Linked DNA regions of Sus scrofa: region 1 is linked to region 2. The links are chromatin contacts, called in public Hi-C maps. All regions are on one chromosome and are shown on one strand. Each heading gives the region's core, a stretch centred on a gene start, on an enhancer-like site or on the middle of the called end of the contact. The rest is flanking DNA. Distances are from core to core; before and after follow the strand shown. Region 1 holds the start of LMO4 (LIM domain only 4). Region 2 has its middle 420 kb from the start of LMO4.

The links. Hi-C and Micro-C count contacts between places; a contact is called where the count stands out from the background.
Region 1: a Hi-C map of embryonic fibroblasts shows a contact between it and region 2, with 1.8 times the contacts expected there. The contact joins the promoter of LMO4 here to the enhancer-like site in region 2. A contact is called at or near these places in 3 of 47 Hi-C or Micro-C datasets (adipocytes, embryonic fibroblasts and retroperitoneal adipose tissue) and 1 of 2 datasets of contacts at active chromatin or transcription factors (skeletal muscle).

What each region holds. Positions count from the first base shown.
Region 1 is chr4:128,905,052-128,911,951 of Sscrofa11.1, reverse strand. LMO4 (LIM domain only 4) reads left to right here and starts at 3,963. Exons shown (of 5, transcript NM_001112686.1): 1 at 3,963-4,090; 2 at 4,491-4,729. The coding sequence starts at 4,494.
Region 2 is chr4:128,485,948-128,492,676 of Sscrofa11.1, reverse strand. No RefSeq gene overlaps it. Among named protein-coding and RNA genes, the nearest start is that of LMO4, 420 kb to the left of the region's middle. Within about 2 kb of position 3,851, at least 6 of the 83 cell types and tissues checked have an H3K27ac peak or open chromatin away from gene starts, as enhancers often do. A contact at or near this core is called in embryonic fibroblasts, where this site is marked.

The sequences.
Region 1 (6,900 bases), core at 2,714-5,213, 420 kb before region 2:
GCATCTAGGCTGAGCGGCGGCCCTGGAAACAGACACTCAGACTAGCACCCTAAGAGCATTCCTCAAAACTTGATTTATACTGCAAGTAACCTTTCTTACTCTCCAGAGGCTGTGAGATTTCGAATCTTGTAATGACTTCCATTGCCGTGGGGCCAAGGCTCCCCCTCAGCCTCCCATCCTCTGCAGTGGGGGGGACGCGGGGGCAAGGCTCTCCCCCCCCCACCCCGCTCCCAAGTTTTCCTCAACTTTGATCTGCTTGCCACCAACAGTGACAAATGCCTACTGGGCGCCTAGTTTATACTCAAGCTGATGGGGAGAAGAGGGGTAGCTGGTGGGGACCTTGAAGGGGGGGCATTTTCAGTTCTGAAATGCAGGGACTATGGAAGGCCTTACTCTTTCTACCACCTTAATTAAACTTCCACTAAGTTCCGAAATCTGTTACATCGTGAATTTAAAAACAACCCCCCCCCAAAGCACCTCTATCTGCGTGTGAGGGCAGTCCACCGTCCCCAGATGTGGGGCAGGCTTTTCCACCTCAACAGGAAGAGACCCATTTCTGAGACGGCTGCAAGTTTCCTGCGGGGCCCGTCCGGGCGGGTGGGAGCGCGCGGGCCCCGCGCCGGGCAGGTGCGGTGCCCGAGGGGGCGGGCGGCGCGCGTCCCGGGCGCCCGGCGCGGGGGGCAGGTGCGGTGCCCGGCGCCTCGCTCGCCATCCCGCGCCGCGGGGGCCGCCCGGCGCCGCCCGGGGACCAGATCGGGGCCGAGGCCGCTCCTCCCTCGGCCCGCTCCGCCGCCCGACGCCGGCCCCCGCCCCGGAGTCTGGTTTCAGTCATCCTTTGTCCCGGCCCCGATTGGCAGGTTTTATTATTCCGCCTCAACAATCCGGCCGCCCAGTGGCTGAGGGTCGCTGACGTCGGCGGCAGAGCCGGGAGCAGTTGGGATTCTGCTCCGTCAGTAACACATGGGGAAGAGCCGCGCCGGGAGCCCGCGAGCCGGCTAGAGGCCCGCCCGCCGCCGCCGCCGCCGCCGCCGCCGCCACCACCGCCGCCGCCGCCGCCGCCGCCGCCGCCTCCGAGCCGGGCACAGCCGCCCCGGCAGCCGCCCCGGCCGCGGCGCAGGCTCGGGCGCTCCGGGCCCCGCCGCCCAGCTCCCCGCCTCCCGGCCGCCGCCCCGGCCGCCGCCGCCGCCGCCGCTCCCGGGGCCGAGGTGTCCGCGGCCGCCCCCCGGCCGGAGGTGCAGGAAGCCCGGCCGAGCGCCCGCCGCCGCCGCCGCCGGCCGCCCCGAGCGAGCGGGCGCGCGGGAGGGAGGCAGGCGGAGGAGGAGGAGGAGCAGCGGAGGCGCGCGGGCGGGCGGGGCGGGGGCCGCCGGGCGGGGATATACAAAGTGAAGCCACATTGCCAAACTTGCAGCGGCGATTGCAGCAGTTGCTGCCGCGGCGCCGCGGCCCGAGGGCTCCTGCGGCTGCTCGCGCCCAGCCGGACGCCGAGGAGCACGACCCGGACCGAGACGGACACTTCTGCTCCCCGCCGCCTGCCACTGACGCGGGCCCCCCAGCCCAGCCCCAGAGCCGCGCGTTAAAAAAAAAAAAAAAAAAAAAAAAAAAAAGCCCTTCGCCCCCTCCTCCCCTTTCCTGCCTCTGCGAGGACACCCCCTCCCTCCTGCTCCGCCAGCCCCGGCGCCCCTTCCTCGGAAGCCGAGCGGCTTCGCTCGCATTTCGCCGCCGCCGCCTCGCGCAGTCTTGCAATATAGGGGAAAAGCAGGTAAGGGGACGGCCGGGGAGCCGCGGGCAGGGAGGGGGGACCGGGGCGAGGGGCCCGATCGGGGCCAGGGCTGTTTCCTTTGGCTTCCTTCCCTTGAGCGTCCCAAATTGCAAGTAAACAATACGTCGGCTTCGATAATGCGCGAGTCTGAAACTAGCGAGGCCGGCCTGCGAGCCAGCGCCGAGGCAGCCCCGGGCCGCCAGCTTTGTAGCGGTTCCTGCTTACAAAAGGGTTCTTCTCCGAGACCCGGCTGGTGGGGACCCGGGAGGGGGTGGGGTACTTTCAGTTCCGAGAGGCCAGGCAGGAGGTGCTTGAAGGGTCTGGCTCTGGGAAGTCGTGCGGGGGAAATAGTCACGACCCCCCCCCCCCCGCCGCCGCCGCCGTAAACACTATTTTTGAAACAGTGGCAGAAAGGACCTAAGTGAGCAGGATTCGGCATTGCTGGTTCTTTAAAAAAAAAAAAAAATCCTCTTGGCTTATAAGTCTTTTGTTCCAATCCAGGAGAAATCTGGTGAATCACCTAATTAAAATCAAGACATGAATTAAGCATCCATTTTTGTACTACAAATTGCCAGCGCTACGTCTGTCCCTCCCTCGGTCTCCATTAAAAAACACCAGAGACGTTGTTGGGGGGGGGGGCGGTTCTTGCCTCTAGCTGCCAGTTCTGCTTTCTATTTCACTGACTATCCCAGGACCTAAATTGCTTGGCTATGTAATTACTAGAGTATAAGCCTATTTAACTTAAAAGCTTCCTTTTTTTTTTTTTTCCAACTCTAAATGAAACTTGATGAGGGCCCGTCCTGAGTTATCAGGGGAGTCAGTTTCTGGTCAGTCCTCTTGATTCATCTCTTTTAGATTTAATCAGCATTAAGGTATTGCTTGTCCTTAAGAGCTTTAGCTAATGGGGTTACTGGATGCTTTTCTCAGTGTAATGTTTCCTTTTCAAAAAAAAATATACATATATATTTACCTCTCACCAAAGATGGGGGCGGGGGAGAGCTCGGCACCTCCCCTCCCTCCCTCTCCTCTTTTAAAAAGGAATTCAGTGCGATTAAAACGTGGAGGGGGGGGCCCGCACAGTTTAAAGACCTAGGGCAGGAAATGCAGATTCATTTGGGTTAGGGCTGAAATTGTAACAAAAAGCAATTCCTCGAGTAAATGCATCAGATAAATCAATTTACATAAAGGTATGATGCATTCGGATAAATGCAATGCTAATGGGTTTTAGAGTGGTCCCCTTTCCAAAGTCTCAGGGTTTTGTTACAGCTTAATTGGTGCAGTTCTTATTCTGGTTTATTGTGCGGTCACTGGACACACGTTCCGGGACTCTTTCGGAGGAAATGTGTTTAAAATCGGCCTATTTAAGGAACCCGAGTCCTTGTTTCGTTCCCTTCCCCTCGTGTTTTTTTTTTTTTTTTTTTTTTCCTTCCAGCAGCCAAGTTGGGCCGGGGACAGGCAAAGTTCGCTCTCTCCCTTCTGAGGTGTCAGCTGAACGTCTTGAGCAGATAGCCGGAGCCTGGGGGGAGCCCGCACTCTCGGCTTGCAGAGGACAAAGACAAAACAGGCTGCTTAATTGGCAGTAAATAACTTGATCTTTTTATAGAATAAGTGACTGGAGGAACACTAGGACTTTATTGGACTCGGGATTGGAGGCAACAAATTAATCGGTTTAGGCTAAGCTTTATAAATTGATTCCTATATTATCCCCCAGTTGCTTCTCTCGTGACATTCATTAGGAAGAGTGGGGAATTTCTAAAAGCAGTTTTTGGTGACAGCAGGGCTGGCTTGGATATAACTTGTGCATCTTTTAACTGGCTTCTCGCATATTATCTGCCCCCCCCCCCTTTGGAGGAACAAAGCTTTAGCATTTAAATTGCTGATCAAGGGCAGATTAGTGGGACCGAAGTGGAGAGTGTTTGTCTAGGAAGTTAACAGGCATCCTAAAGTTCAATGATCTATTATTCTTGCCTGTGTCCCGAAAACCCAGAGAAAACATTCATTGATCTTCAAAATGAAATGAGATTTGGAACAATAATGGGAGATGGCGGTCACCACAATGGCATGTGAAAGGTGCTGTTTAAAATACGAAAAACCAGTTTCGCAACTTTACACAGCGCACCCCCCGCTCCGGTCCCCTCGGCTCCCCTCCCACCCCCAGCTCCCCTTCTCCCCTCGGCGGGTTCCTCCCTTCCCTTTCTGGAAGCCCAACTCTTTCCAACTTGGGAACTGCAGCTGCACCTCCCGAGGCAGCGCAGGGCCGGGAACGTGGCTCCGGCGGGGGCCGCCTCCCCGCGCCCCTCGGCGGGGCCCGGGGAGGGGCCGGGCGCGGCGGTGGGTGGGTTCGCCCCTCGTTTGCTGCGGGCGGCGGCGGCGGCGGGGGGGGGGGGGGCGGGGGGCGGGGGCGGGGCGGGGGCGGCGCCGCGAGGGGTGGAGCGCGCGGCGGAGCCTCGCTCCCGGAGTTTTGACAGTACCCGAGCTGGGATTGTCAGCGGCGGCGAGCGCTGGAAAGTTGAGAGGAGCTCGTGGCCCCAGAACAAAGCTTGAGAAAAGTAAACAGGCGGCTGCCGCCCGCCAGCCTCCCCCTTCCCTCTCCCCTCGTCGTCCTTCCCGCCCCGGCCCTGCTGCTTCCTTCCAGCAGACGTGGGGGGACCGGGTTCGCTGCGGCGCGGCGATTACTAACTTTTGCATCGCCCTGTTCTTTCTCTCCCTGGCCCCTTCCCGCCCTCTGCAGACCATGGTGAACCCGGGCAGCAGCTCCCAGCCGCCCCCGGTGACGGCCGGCTCCCTCTCCTGGAAGCGGTGCGCAGGCTGCGGGGGCAAGATCGCGGACCGCTTTCTGCTCTATGCCATGGACAGCTACTGGCACAGCCGGTGCCTCAAGTGCTCCTGCTGCCAGGCGCAGCTGGGCGACATCGGCACGTCCTGTTACACCAAGAGCGGCATGATCCTTTGCAGAAATGACTACATTAGGTAAGGCTTGGCTGCCTGTCCCCGACCCGGGCCGGCAGAGCGACGGCAAGGCCAGAGGTTACCGAGGGCTTTGAGGAAAGGAGCCGGGCACCTGGGAGGGTACAGCGTAGCCTTCACCTCGAAAACCTGGTTGGCCGAAATTTAAGGGGTTAAAAAAGGCATGTGTTAATCTTCCAGTTTTTCATGGCAAGTTAATGGCGAATGCCATACTAAAACCGCCCATGTGGTGGGACTGGGCAGCTAGGTGTGCAAAGGTTGGGCCATTCTTGGGAGCAGGATTTAAAGGGGTCGGCCCCAGTTGGACCTTCCACTAAAAATAAACATTGCCAGGGGGAGTGAAGCTGCTTTCTTAAAGGGACAAAAGATTGACTTAAAAACAAGTGTAGTTAGTGAGAAATGATTTGCCTGTGATGCTGGCTAATGATGATATTTACATAAGCACCTTTAAACTTTATTTGAGTGGAAAACTGTGACTCATTCTTTGTGCTCCTGGTGAAAAATGCTGATTAGCCATCAGCTTAAAGACTTGTAATTCTTCTTATAGCAAAGTAACCCGAACCAGGAAAAAAAAAAAAAAAAAAGAGCACTTCATGGTCATAACCCTCTTTCTATACTGTTACTCGGAGGCCTGCAGCGCCCAGTGTTAGTGTGTGGTTTGAGATGTAGAATTTGCAGTGCTTTCAACTGAGGAATGTTCAGATTTGGGGGTTTTTGTTGTTGTCATTTGTATCACTACCCTTGATCCCCAAAAGAGATTTAGGAAAAGAGGCTATAGAATTATACTAATCGTGCATTTTAAAGCAATGTATAGGAACATTCATACGCCCGTGTAAGCAGTCTTTTCCAACAAGTTTCAGTGCAATTAATGGAAGGAATTCAGGAGGTCAGGTGCCTATAGGATCTTTTCAGGTGAACTCAAGCTACTTAAACTCATTAATTTGAAAGGAGGCATTTGAAGGATTACACATTTAATTTGAGTAAATGGTTTGATAGACTGATGCACATGAATGCTTCTAGGAGGTGTTCTGTTTCAACATCCAGTAATTAAAAAAAAAAAAAACCACACGCATACGGTGGATACTAGAGAACGCTCCCTTTAAGAATTGCGTTCTATGTAAATTTCTGCCCTCAACCCTTTGCTTCATAGAGGGTAGAAAATTTGGCTCTTTCTTCAACGCGGCTGAATCAGTGGATGAGGCATTTTGTTCAAAGTTCAGCTCCATCGTGATTCCCTCACTCTACGAATCAAACTGCAAAGGATCCTAGAGCAGTTCGGGGCTGACTATGGCAGTGTTTACGCAGCCACATCATTAATGTAAAATGACGGAATAAGATGACATTTGGTTCTTCCAGTAACGCAACCTGTGTCCTCGTTGCCGGCATCTTCAATCAGCCAAATAAAAGAAATATAGGAAGGGAAAGGGCTTTTATTTTTAAATTAAGATGGCAGCATTAATTTCACTAAGTGTTCTTGGAGAAGTACACGTTGGAAACTCCGCAGGAGCGTGGCTGTAATGCTTTCTGGTGCTCCTTCCAAGCCATGCCATGGGCTTTGACAGTATTGTAATTAAATAGAGAGCAGAACTGGGGTAAGAAGGAGGGTGGTTTCAAGGGGAAAACCTGGCCGTGCTGTTCAGAAGCGGTGAATGGGAGATTCCTATCTTCTCCTGGTGCCTCAGAAAACCTTCGCCTCTGATTACCACTCATTAAAAAGAAGACGGGTCCACTTGTATTCCCTCAAGACGAGTTGAGGCAAGTGGCTTCCTGGGAATCACCTCCATTCCTTTCCTTCTTCTTGGGAACAAATACAAATGCCCATTTGGTGTCTTCTGGTGCCTGAATGGCGCAATGGAGGCTGAGTGCCCAGCTCCAAGCCTTAATTAATTGGGTCCATAGTCTCCCCTCCTTGCTCTTCCCCCCGATTTGGAAAACTGGAGCTATAGGCTTGCTCTTGCACCCAGGCTGCCTGAGACCTTAGGTCTGTCCAGTTGAGACGAGTTCTCTCTCAGCACCAAAGTGATCCCCTCTCACTGCTCAGGGCTCAGCAGCGGATCCCCGCCCCGCCCCCCAAGTTTAAGGGATGTCGCAGAAGTCTTCCTTCAGGGGTCCTTCCTCTGCCTTCCCAGATTCCAGAAGGGTGGGGAGGCCCCCCCCCCCCCCCCCAGTCTCCG
Region 2 (6,729 bases), core at 2,602-5,101:
AGAATTTGGTGGAGTCTTCTGGCAGACGTTTATTCAACTGAATCTTGTAAAATTTATTTCTGGAATTTAGAATTGGAAAGTTGGATGTAACAGAATAGTTAAGCAAAGAGAAAAAAAAAAAAACTATGTAAAATATACCAATAGCAAAAATATGAAGTCAAGTCTTATATAACTTTTAAAACATTAATCTTATTTTTTCCTCAGGAAATGATTATAATTCCATCCATAACCATAAGAAAGATTCATTTGAAATTTAAAAAACCTTCACATGCTCAAATTATTCTTAATAATCTGGAGATAGAATGTGTTTTGTGGGAGTCAGAAGTGAAAATAAAGTATAGAAAAGTCTGCCACCAAGTAGAAAAGCAGCCGAGGCCTATTTTTGTATGAAGTCTTAATATCTCCAAAGCAGCCTCCATAAAAGAAACATGTATCTTAACGTGTTTGTCTTATTCAAACATATTAGTCGTGTTCAATGTATTTTAAAATATCGCCATCTCTACTTCAAAACTATGATGTTGAAAAACTTTGCTAATTTTCACTTCCCTAATCTGCAAGCCCCCCATTCTCACAAAGAACCCCCAGTCTCACGTCACTTCGCAGCAAAGATTTAATAGCTGAGAGCTCTATCATGTTCTCACATTACTAAGACTTCATTATTTTTACATGCCACACGGCAGGACAGTTACTAATATACTATTAAGTATTATCATAAATAATTAAAAGGCAACTACACTTGACAAAATGAAAGAACAAAGTGTATTCTGTGTTGCAGTCAACTCGTGTGTATGTTGGCAAGAGCGCGCTCAGCACATGGTTTAAAAATAGAAAATCAATTACTAAGCGCAACCTCAGTCGGACTGCAATGGGCCTCCTTCTCATTAGTGTGAGTTAGTGAGGTCTTTTTCTGGCTCGTACCTGCCAATTAAATCATATAGTCATTATATCATTATCACTGTTAAATTGGAAAAAAGAATTAAGCACCAATAAAGCCCTGTCTTGGTGCCAGCCTGTCCCACATAGCCACGCCTCTCACCCGGTGGAGGGGAAGACCCAGCACTTTTCCCACTCGCTCCCCTCCCCCCCGCTCTCCGAGGTAAGGATTGACTCTCCTATTAATTGGTCGTCATCTATTTAGCAGCACACGCCACGGGGCCAGCCCTGCATGGATGATGTTCAGGAGATGCGAGTGGAAGGAATGATTTTGCCTTCAAGGAGCTCACAGTATAATTTGGAAAACGAGCTTCCCGTAGAAGGAAAAAAAAAAAAAAAAAAGGAGGAGCCAGGATCCGAACACATATGAAGTTTTCAATTGTGTGGCTGTCGCTCCTGAGCTGCCTGTTAGATGACGCCAGATCCAGAAAGACCTCCCAGATCTTAGGAGCCTGGAGTAAACGTTGGGCATCCAAGCTTGGTGGGGATTCTGCCCTGGCTCGGTGAAAAGCGGCCCACTTATGCAGCTTTCAGGGAATCCACACACTGTAACGGGACCGCTCTCACCAGCCCACACTCACCTTGAGGATGGGGCTGGCGCATCCACAGCACTCACGCGCACACATACACACACCCCCGGAGCGCGGGCACAGAAGGGGATGGGCAGCACGGCGCCAGGGGGCTGAACCGCACAGGGCCCGGGCGTCTGGCTCATGGGGGTGAAGCAGAGTTCCGTCCTCAGCCCAGGACGATGGAAAGCTCTGAACCAGACCAAACGGCTCGGAGAGGACTCAGGTTTTGAAAGGAGCCCCTCCGACGCCACTGCGCTGAAGAGCAGAGAAAATGAATGCAGGGAGCTCAGATAATGTGAAATAAACATTTCGTTAAGTGAGGAGGGGCGGCCAAAATTAACATGTGTTTTGTGGTGTGATTTACCCCAATTTGGGTAATAGCCAGGGTTTCTTGGCCAGTAACATGCAAGTGTGGTTATTGCTCTGCTGGTATGAATCAGCCCATTCTTTCCGAAAGTAAACAACTTACATTCTATTACTATCACTGTTGATAATTTGATAGTCTAGAGAGTCCATGCTGAGTTAGAAGCTGGGGATAGATAGTGAGGTAAATTAGAAATGTATTGAAAAACGTTGTACTTAGTCCTTTAGCAGGTGGCTCTGCTGAGGTGTTCCAAATGGAACGCATGCTTTTCGAAATCTCTTATTAGTTGCTAATCTTGCGAGGTGGGCCGTCCAAATTGCTGGATTTTTAAAGAGCGACGTGCCACCCCCTTTGCTGGGAAACATGAAGTTGTGCGATCACTGTGCAAGGAAACAGGATTAGTTGGAGCCTTTAGGATTCCCAGGGTAAACTGGGGTTACCTGGGGTTTAGATGGGGCTCTGGGCTCGGAGGGGAGTAAGGCGGTAGCATGAAGTTTTCACAGGTTGCAGCTAATTCTATGTGGACTTGGCAGGAGCAGTGGTTTTCTCCTCATGCTCCTCTCCCTGCTTGAAGGCGCTCCGTGGCTCTTCCTTGCTCCTTGGACGGCTTCCAGAGCTTTCATAGGGTCTGCCAATCCCTGCCCGGACGGGCTGCCTCCCGCCAACCACTCCAGCTTCATTTCACCCCTTTCTCTGCAGGCGTTCAGGTGAGTTCCTGACCTGCGTGCTTCTCCCTTTGACAAAGGATGTTTGACCTCTCTCCACACTCTGCTTGGAATGCCCCTACCCTGTTCCCATGCCCACATCCACCTCTCGCTGTTCAACGGATTCCTACAGTGTCTTTACGTCTTCGTTCCGTAATTACTTTCTCAGGCAGGCCTGAGACCCTCTCACCACAACCTCCCGCCCGGACTCGGTACCACTGGCTCTTTGGCTGCCCACCTAGCACTAATAATTATCCTTCTCAGCAGTGACGCTTGTACTTTTAATTCATTAATTTACATCATCATTTGTCGGCTGCCTCCCTCTCATCAAACCGTGAGCTCTGTGCGGATGTGAGAGTCCGTTTCTGGGCCACAGCCCCATCCCTAGAGGCATGTGCACCTGACACACAGTATGTGCTCGATAGACACTTTCGAATAAATAAGTGAATGAAGACACAATTCCGATGACAAATGGTTCCTTCGTGTTCTTGCCTCTCGGCCATCTCATAGCCACTTGCTGGAATGTGGATGTCTCCCTGCAGCCCACTTGGGGTCCCCTTCTCTCCGGGTGTGGTTGTAGTTGCTGCCATTGCCCCGCATGGACAAGCAGGTACAGGATGGTACCCGCCGAGGCAGAGGCTTAATTCCAGGCAGCCCTATAGAAACCGGGGTGGGGGTGGGTAGGAGGGACTAGTTCAGCTCCCCAGGGAGAAGAGACAGTAAAACAGAAATGCAAAAGGGCCAAGAGGCCCTAACGAGAGCTCTGGAGTTCAAGGCCTCTTGGCTCCTGCTCTACCATTTGAAAGGGCTGCTCTGGACGTTATGAACCCACACTTAATTTTTCCGGCTAAAAAGGTGAAATTTAAAGGAGGCTGGCCTCAAGTTTAAAAAAGGGCAACTGAACTAAAACCCACGGACAATAAGACCCTCATTAACTCACTTAGAAGTTCATCTTTCAGGCCTTTCCCAGCGGGGTTTCTAGAAGCGCAAGCAGCATGGATGCTCCTTAGGATTCAGGCGAAGTCTGGTGGTGCCCCCTCCCCGCGCAGGTGGGGCTCCTCCCTTCCTCAGCAGGAGAAAGGACTGAAGGGCACACAGCACCTTTGCACGCCTGGTATTCCTCTTGAATTCGTTCTCACTGTCCTTTCCAGGAAAGCAGCCGCTGGGTCAGCGGGGCCAGGAAGCTTTGGGGACACGGGGAGAGGCGACAGGGACGGTGAGGCAGGGGCCCTGAGTGATGGTTACACAGCCAGAGCTTTCCTCTGGCTTCTGGTTGCCACAGACACAGCCCTGGAAGGCTGACCGGCCATGTGGTCCCAGCCAGGGCCCAAAGGGACTGACTCCAGCAGCACCAGCTGGAGAAGCGCAAACGTGCCCTCGGAGGGGCAGCGGCAGAGCCGGCCAGGGACCTACTGCGGGACTTGTTTTTCGCCCTCTTTAAAGTTGCAATAAAATGGCAGAAAGGAGTTTTGAAGCCGCCTTTGAGCAATTTCACTGTCGATTCCCTTTGCCACAGAAGGGTAAAGTTGATAAACTGCTAAATAACCAACTTTTGTATATTTCATTGGAAAACTTTAAAATTTTAAATACTCCCTTTATAGCCCTGGTAAAGCATGACAGGGACTCGGGGGTGGCCTCGCTGTGCTCCTCTGGTGGGTGGATTTGAGCTGCTTGGTTAATAGCACGCTGAGGGACTGTCACTGGCCTGGCTTCCACCCCCAGCCCATGACTCACTGGCTGGAGACAGTTACTACTCCTGGGAAAGCCACATGTTCATATAATTCCAGGGAAGAGCCTGGGCCTGAGACAGAAGTGGAGTCTAGTCTTTCGGAGTCGATTGGAGGAATAAATCATCCTTATGGGGAAAGACTCACACAGATGGAAGTGGATCCCAGATTGGGGTGGGAGGGACCCAATGATAGAATTATTTAACGCTCTGGAATATTCATGTGCTTTTCGAAGATGGTGATCCGGTCTTTGTCATCTTTGTTTTCCCAGGGTTTTGTGTAGTGCTTCGCACGTAGCAGGTGCTCAATAAATTTGATTTGATGAGTAAGTAAAGGAACGAAGACGCAAAAGCGGAGTAGACCTTTCGTGGAGCTGTGCTCTACGATAGCTTCGTAATTTGTGTGAGGAAGCGTCACAAACTATGACTGAACAGAAATTTGTCGTCTCAGTTCTCGAGGTTATACATCTGAGATCAAAGGGTCAGCAGATTCTTGCTTCCTCTGAAGGCAGCAGAGAAGGACCTCTCTCAGGCCTCTCTTAGCTTCTGGGAGCTCTCTGGTTTTTGACAGTGTAACTCCAGTTCTTATACCGCAGTGTGTGTGTGTGTTTGTACAGGTCAGATTCCAAATGACTTCTTTATACAAGGATATCAGACGTGCTGAGTTAGGGCCCCACGCTATGCCAGCACCACTTCATCTTACTTTCGTGAATTTCGTCTAAAGGAGATCTATTTCCGTGTAAGGTCCCCTTCTGATGTGCTGGAGGTTAAGGGTCCCGCATGCCAGTGGGGGTGAGGGCACACTTCAGAGCCTGGCACTTTTTCCTTTGTACACTCCCTGGTGGAATTCTACGAGACAAATATTCAGAGAGCCCTCATTCGATAGGTACTTTCCTGCGCGTCCAGAGATGCGGGTTCTGGATTCAGCTCGGCAATTAACCACGTGCGACATAAACAGGACTTTCATCACGGTTAACGGGGAGGCTGGGAAGTTCATCTTTAAGGTGCTTCTCAGCTCAAACTTTGAATAATGTGGTTTTTTAGCCATTCATTTGAAATACACTTCTTATATGCTCCCTGCCCTATTGTTTCATATTTAGATTAGACTTTCGGGATTCTATAGCAATTCTACAGCAATGTTTCATTCAAGAATTCAAAAACTTGGTCTTCCTGCTGCTGAGGCCAATGTCCCGAACTCATAAAGCCAGGGAGCACGTCTGTTTCTTTTCCCGCTGAATTTCAACAGCTAACATAGTGCCTGGCACTCAATACACAATAATAGTAAACGCTCAATAAATATGTGTTGAATAAATATTGAATGAATGAATGAATGTACTTATTTCAAAATTATCTCCATAAATTTGTCAGCCATGCTCAACTCCATGCATGTTTAAATCTTCTTTCCCCACCGTTCCCATTTCCCTCTAACTGCCAGCTCCAATCTAACTGAGAGCTCAAATCCTCATGTCTAATATCTATAAATCAACGGTTATCCATAGATGAAAGAGTTGCACGGTATCTAAGGGGTCATGTGGAATATCTGGAGCACCGTGAAGAAATCAAGGTGTGGGTGACACAGCCATCACATAAAACGTGGCGGGAAACACCTTCGTAAATATCCTTCAAAGCAAAAATCTGGTGCAGAAAATTAGCACCTCTTTAGGAAACTTCTTAAGAACTCTAGGGACTCGGCCCCGGTGCATACTGTAGATTACGTTAGGTGGTCGGAGCACCACGCACATAGGAAATGAAGAGTACAGCAGGAGGTTGAGAACACAGGAAGCATTCATTTCCGTGTTGATGTGTGGGTCATCAGTGGCATTCACGGAGGGTACAGGAGAAGAGCCAAGAGCAGCGCTCTGGGAGTTCCCATCATGGCTCAGTGGTTAGCGAATCCGACTAGGAACCATGAGGTTGCGGGTTTGATCCCTGGCCTCGCTCCGTGGGTTAAGGATCCGGTGTTGCCGTGAGCTGTGGGGTAGGTCGCAGACGAGGACTGGATCCCGCGTTGCTGTGGCTCTGGCGTAGGCCGGGAGCTGCAGCTCCGATTTGACCCCTAGCCTGGGAACCTCCATATGCCGCGGGAGCAGCCCCAGAAAAAGACCAAAAAAAAAGAGCAGCACCCTGTGAATAGCATGATCTAAAACTTTTTTGTTATTATTATTTAAGGCCCCAAAGAGAGTCTTTTGTATCCTTTTCAGGGCTTTGATGTTATTTCTTTAGTTTCGAGGCTTGAGGTTTCAACTTGCCCCAGCAGAACGGAGGCAGAAGTGTCATTTTTGCAGCTCCTGTGTCACACCTGGCTTAAACCAAGAGGCCTTCGTCCTGTCCCCCCATCCCACCCCCACCAACAGGACTTTCGGGGGTGGGGGGAGAGGCAGGAGTTGCTAAGAGCAATAACGAGCGGCGTTTACGAAGCAGTCTAATTGG